2 separate regions of the Mus musculus genome follow, and region 2 is linked to region 1. The links are chromatin contacts, called in public Hi-C maps. All regions are on one chromosome and are shown on one strand. The core of a region is the stretch at or near the end of the contact, and the rest is flanking DNA. Distances in the headings are between cores, read along the strand shown. Region 1 holds the start of Dtd1 (D-tyrosyl-tRNA deacylase 1). Region 2 has its middle 110 kb from the start of Slc24a3.

What was found. A called contact is a pair of places that touch in the nucleus more often than the background predicts.
Region 2: a contact with region 1 is called in a Hi-C map of uterus, with 4 times the contacts expected there. The contact joins the enhancer-like site here to the promoter of Dtd1 in region 1. A contact is called at or near these places in 1 of 484 Hi-C or Micro-C datasets (uterus) and 1 of 9 other capture datasets (macrophages).

What each region holds. Positions count from the first base shown.
Region 1 is chr2:144,598,367-144,601,610 of GRCm38.p6, reverse strand. It overlaps Dtd1 (D-tyrosyl-tRNA deacylase 1), which reads right to left and starts at 1,658. Exons shown (of 6, transcript NM_025314.3): 1 at 1,520-1,658. The coding sequence starts at 1,562.
Region 2 is chr2:145,054,664-145,057,907 of GRCm38.p6, reverse strand. No RefSeq gene overlaps it. Among named protein-coding and RNA genes, the nearest start is that of Slc24a3, 110 kb to the left of the region's middle. Within about 2 kb of position 1,492, at least 6 of the 459 cell types and tissues checked have an H3K27ac peak or open chromatin away from gene starts, as enhancers often do. A contact at or near this core is called in uterus, where this site is marked.

The DNA of each region.
Region 1 (3,244 bases), core at 409-2,908:
ACTGAAATGTTATTAGAGTCCCATAAACTCCTCTCCTATTCTGCTCCTTATTAGTCCAGGATGATTTCCAAAACCAAAGTTAACAGAACAGCTTGCAACTCATTAAGCAGGATTAGAAGGTGGACTCTCGAGTCTAAATATGTGGTTTGGCTACTTGGTTGGGGAGGAGTCTTGGGTCTAGCTTTAAACTCAAAACCATGTATTTAGTATAAAATGGTTTAAAGAAAAAGATATCTGTATTGCTTGATCTGAAGCTTTGGTGAGGAGGGGGAATCTTAGAGACTCTTTTGTTGTCCAATCTGCTTTCTGTTGTCCAATTCCTGGGCTCAACACAGCTCCTTCCCCAGCCTCCAAAGTGGCTGTGACTACAGGCCTTGGCATCTGACCTGAAAATGTACTTCTGCCTCTATAAACACAGCTGGGCAATGGTGGTAGACACCTTTAATCCCAGCACTTGGGAGGCAGAGGCAGGTGGATCTGTGAGTTCAAGGCCAGCCTAGTCTACGGAGTGAGTTCCTGGCCAGACAAGGCTAAACAGAGAAACCCTGTCTCGAAAAGGAAAGAAAGAAAGAAAGAAAGAAAGAAAGAAAGAGAGAAAGCAAGCTAGCTAAATGAGTGATGGGTAGACTTGCTGCCAAGCCTAATTCCATGAGTTGAATCCCAAGGACCCACATGGTGGTGGCACATCTAAATTGTTCTCTGGCCTGTTACACACAGAAACACACACACCAAATAAATAAATGTATTTATTTCTTTAACTTAAAAGACTAAAAGAATGGCACCAGTCGTTTCTATTTTTTTAACACTTTTCAAATAACTACAGTAGCTGGATCCTGAATATTTCAACTAGCCTCCCACATTCAACTGATGGCTAATGGCTGAGCATCTGGGTCTATATTAATTAATGGGAAAGAGAAGCACGTCATCTTGAATTCTGTGGTTCTGACCCATGGCTGAAGGTTCAGAGACCGACATCCAGGTGCAAGCAAGGGATGTTCTGCACCCAGTGAGGATGCCAGCAGATATTTGCTCAAAGCTGCCAGAGCTCAAACAATTAGCAATTCCTCCGTCTGTCCATTTTATCATGAGCCAAGTTCTATTTTAAAAAGAAAAGATATGCAAAAGGGGGTTGTTAAAATGCTACATCTCAGACAGAGCGGTGGATAAACGAGCGATTCCGCTCCGGAAATCTCCCCTATGTGTTGTTTGTGCAACAGTGCATTCAACAACGGGCCCTGGGGATGCTCACAGGTTCTGGCACCTTGTCTGTGAGGAACACACACACACACTCACAAAGATAATGATGATGATTATAATGGTGATGACGACGGAGATGAGGGTTTATGTAGCAACGAAAGCACGGAGCCTGAACCCATGAGCGGCCAGGCACGTGCCGGATCTTCTCGGCCACGGCGCTGCCCAGAGGCTGCCCGGTAACTCGGGGCTGCGGGGAACCCTCACACGGAACAGCGGGTCGCGGGGGTCAGAGGCTGCTCTCTCCCCGGCCCGCCCGACTGACCTGTGACGCTAGCCCGAGTGACGCGCTGCACCACGGCCTTCATGGCGGCGGCTGTAGCGACTGGAATTTGCTGTGTGGTCAGACCTTGCGACTCCGCCGGTGGCTCCTCGACCGGCGCCCTCTACCGGCAACACCGGAAGAGCTCCGTGAGGACCCATTCCACAGAGCTGCGTCCCGCCCACGTCGGCCACACCTATCCAATTGGCCCCGCCCATGTCAATCACCCTCACCTGTCACCTATGCATAACCTAGTCCATTTGTGGTAGGCGCCGCCCTATCCACCCCTGAACTCCTTCTTAAGCACTATAGTCCCAAACTGCCAGCCTAGTCTCCACTATGTCCAGACACTCATTAATTTCTGCTCCAGTTTCTTTCTCTTTCAGTTTTACCCTTAAGTTTTTTTCCTGCTTTTCTCCCTCTTTTCCAATCCTCCGGTCACAGATTTTCCAAAATCTTCACTTGTTCTGTAGCCTCAGCAGCAATCCTGTTGCTAAAAACAAAAGGACCTGCTGCTAACATAGCCATTTAACTACATAACTATTGATTTACCTTAGACACAATAGTTAATAGGTCTATCAGTCTAGAATTCTAATTCCTTCCTAATACAAATCTAATACTTAGCCCTATCATAGGGTTGTTAGGAAATTTGGATGGGCTGTAAAGATGCTTAGATGGCTGCAAAGAACTGTATAGCTATTACTGTACTAAGTTTTCATCACTAAAAAATAACATCTTCATAGTCCAGTGGTAGTCCATGTGTTTATAATTAAACAAAGAAAAAGAAGAATGGGGGGGGGGGGAGATAGTCCCAGCTACTTGAGATGAAGCGGGAAAGTGTTTTAAGTCCATGAGTTCAAGACCACCAATGTGGGCAATGTAATGAGACTTTCCCTTAAAAACGAAATAGGAGTATCAGAAAAAGTTCACCCATTTCAGAGTGTCTTTGCTTTGAACGCCTCTTCCAGGATTAGCAGATTCAGAAAAGCATTTGTTAGAAAGCAATTTGATAGAACTGTTATTTGGCCCGAAATACTCTAAGGAATGGTGGTTGAACATCTGTGATCCAAGCATTCTGGAGGCTGCAGTATGAGGATCACGCTGAAGTTCAAGGCCAGCATGAAATACAGAGTGAGATGTTGCTTTCCCCCTCACCCCCCCAAAAAAACAAAAACAAAAACAAAAAAGGCCTAGAAATGTGTATTATTGTGGGGTATCCATCAGATAAGACTACTCAGACCGGGGTTAAGCCAGTAGAAAGTCTTTATTAGCCAACTGGCAACTACACTGGGTGTTCAGGATCTCATTAAAGCTCAGATTCTTTTAGAGTGAGCATTTAAGCAAAAAAAAAAAAAAAATTCCTCGGTTGACATACTTCAGTTAATAAGCACAGTTAGGCTAAAGCAATTACAGAAGTCAAAAGGCAAGCTTAGTGCATTTGATAGATTCGGTCTTCCTTTTCACTCTGGCAAGTGGTACTATCTACATACTGAGTTTTATGGAGTCAGTTGTGCTAAGGACTGGGAGCCTTTTATATTATGCTTAAATATTAAATAGTGAATGCAAAATTGCATGAGTTAAATTGTCAAGGATACCACCAGCAGCAGCAGCAGCAAGATCAATGGGTGTCAGTCACATGCTTCCTGATATTGAAGGATACAGTGGTAATTCTGCAACAACAAAACTTAACCTGGGGCTAGAAGTGTAGCTCAGTGGAACATAGTACTT
Region 2 (3,244 bases), core at 243-2,742, 460 kb before region 1:
CAAAAATATGTCCACTGCCACAGGCCCTTCTTGCTCTGAGTCATACACCGGAAGGGTGGGTTGAATTGTCTGACGTTGCTGGGACCATCCTGCTCCAGTAACTGCTCCCACATGAGCCCATAACAGAATGCACCCTGGCCCTCAAGGTTGCCAGTGATTCTTCTGACACATGCTTGAAGCAGAAGCTCAGCTGCATCTGTGAGATTTTATTGAGACACCTTTGTTCATAATGCCACATAACTCCTGCTAAACTGCCGAATTGTGCTAGCAGAGACAAGAGACCAAGACAAACATGTGTGAAATAGTTATCCTCCACAAGCAGGGATGATCCAGAAGCCGGGGCTAATGATTATTTGGTGGATTGGCTGTGCCCAGAAACTGAGGAACAAGAAAACCTTAGCAATTGTCCCAGCTGATGGGACTCTATGACGAAAGTGGGGATTCATAGCATGTCTTGGTAGCTGCCACCACACACACACACGTGAGGGCAGTAAGAGCAAAGGCCAATGTAAAACATTTCACTCAGCTGGCTGTGTTTACATTCTATTTTCTTATCAAGATTAAGTACTGTCTCCCCAGCACCTCTGCTGACAGCTTTCTGGGAGTGTAAATAGTGTGAGATGTCCGCATTCTGTGTCCGTTTCAAGTTGAAAAGAGAGCAAAAATAAGAGTGTATTTTTAGAAGCTGGGAGACTGATTGGGCAGGTTGAGAGTAAAAGCAAATTCCAGCAATGAGCCCAAGAGGGTTTCTCTTAAATGCAAATATTCCGCCGGATCACAGAGAAGTTATGTGGATTTGAGATTAAACCGCAACAACAACGTTGGACCACTATCTCTTTGTATCCTCAAGCAAATTCAAGAGCAAGAGTGAAATTTTTCGATTTAAATAAATAAGTAGTGAAAGATGATCTTCCATCTGGTTGGAGTGAAGCCCTGCCTGGAGTTGAAGAGACAAACCAGACCCATGCCTCTCAAGGAAACAGCTTTGATGAGTATGGCAAGAATCCCTGATGCAAAATATGCATGACCTAAATGCTGGGACTGGGGGTGGTGGTGTGTGAGAGTAGTCATGTTTATGGTTTAGAGTAATTGGTAAAGGCCTTCCCAACCTCTTCTTCTTCTTCTTTACAAATCAAAACAAGTTAATTAAAACAAACAGAAACACCACATTTAATCCTTTCTATGTACAGATGGTATACTAAGTTACACAAAAATTCCAGTCTTTGAGGGAGCAAAGGTAGGTAAAGAGAACTCACCCCCTAGGAACCTGAAGCCAAATTGAGGAGACAGATGTGAGACCTATTACAGTACCACATGCTAGAGAGGAAACTCCATGGATGTCTGTGAGCACGATTGGGGCTTGGGATGTCCCCTCTGTCACAGCCAGCTAGCATCTGAGTAGATCCAGGAACCAAACAGACTAGGTCCACAAAGCTTTGGATTGATGCTGGCAGAGCAAACACAGAACACTGCCAGGACCTTTGCAGAAACCATCTGCTGTCTGCCTGCACCGCTGAGCACTCTACCTAAGATGGAGAGCCTTTCTTAGCACTTTCCTGAGAACCTTCAGATTTTCATGAGAAACTCTCAAGACCAATGGGAAGAACGTGGGTGGGAAGGCAGCAGTAAAAATAAGGTTAGTGTTCCTGGGAAGGCATCTGCAGCAGTGTTATCAAACATGAGCACTTAGCAAACCTTGTCTAGCTCTCACGTGTTAGACACTAGGCTTCCCAGACATCTTTCTGAGTTCTAGTCTTTCTGTCCGAGTTATGACAGCTCCTTCCATCCTGAAGCTGCAGCCTTCAAAACACTGGTTTCTTATTTCCTTCTGCATCCATGGAAGTCTTCATGCCTCTGTGAATCCCTTTATTTCTGTAACATATGTGTAGCTTTATTCTTTGACCAACTTCACATGTATTCATTTTCCACCTCAAAGTTGTAAATGAAAAAGGATGGTGTGTCTGGGGATGGCTTCATAGACTGTTAGGATTGTCTCATGCCAATATATTTAGGGAACCAAGTCGGAATCAGGTTACTTGGGGCAGAACTGTTCAGAGAATGTTCAAGTACATCCAAATGTCTATGAACTTAACTCTGAACAAGGTTAAGAGGGCACTGGAGTACTTAAAGCTGATGAAAAACTCACAAAGTCACATGCTAACATTTATCACTCATGATTCTGATAACACAACTCAACTACAGGCTATAGGTTGAGCTTGATTCAGGTTGATGTGACATTTGCTATATCCTAGGATGAAGGACCTACAGGAACCTGGGGAATGCACCACAGAACTAGTCAGGCTCTGCTACAATGATGGTGTGCAACAAAGAGAACAACTGGTCATTGCTATTGAGTTGCATGCACTGAACCTTTCTGAAATCATGACATAAGTTAGGCTTCATCATTGTTGCCCTGCACATTTCTCAGTTCACAATGAAAAAGCTTTGCTACCATGGCAACAATAAATAAAGAACCATGATATTTTGTGATCGTCACCACAGTAAGGCGTCCACACCCAGGAGATGGGATGGGTACTTTGCTAGGGTATAAAAGGAAAATATTTAAGTAATAAAATGTTGAAATCTGTATTTACATTTTAAAATGCACAAAAGAACCTTAGTCTTTTTACAGTTAATAGGGAGAATGGTGCAAGGTTACAGTGCATGTATATGCTAATTATATCGTCTAGGGAAATGAAGGAAGACTACAAACCCTGTATACATAGGGTCTGAATGTGAATTTTTTCCCACAAACACTCCCTTAATTGGAATTCCAGAGTATTAAGTCCTAATGACCTAAAACATCATCCATTGGGTTTAATGTACTGTCTTCTCCCCATGCATTCATTTCTCTGCGAAATACAGGGAAAATAATCAAAGTACACTCTGTAGGACCACACGCTGTTAAGAATTCCGGGGCCCAGCAAACACAGAAGTGGATGCTCACAGTCAGCTAATGGATGGATCATAGGGCTCCCAATGGAGGAGCTAGAGAAAGTAGCCAAGGAGCTAAAGGGATCTGCAACCCTATAGGTGGAACAACATTATGAGCTAACCAGTACCCCGGAGCTCTTGACTCTAGCTGCATATATATCAAAAGATGGCCTAGTCGGCCATCACTGGAAAGAGAGGCCCATTGGACTTGCAAACTTTATATGCCCCAGTACAGGGGAATACCAGGGCCAAAAAGGGGGAGTGGGTGGGCAGGGGAGTGGGGGTGGGTGGATATGGGGGACTTTTGGTA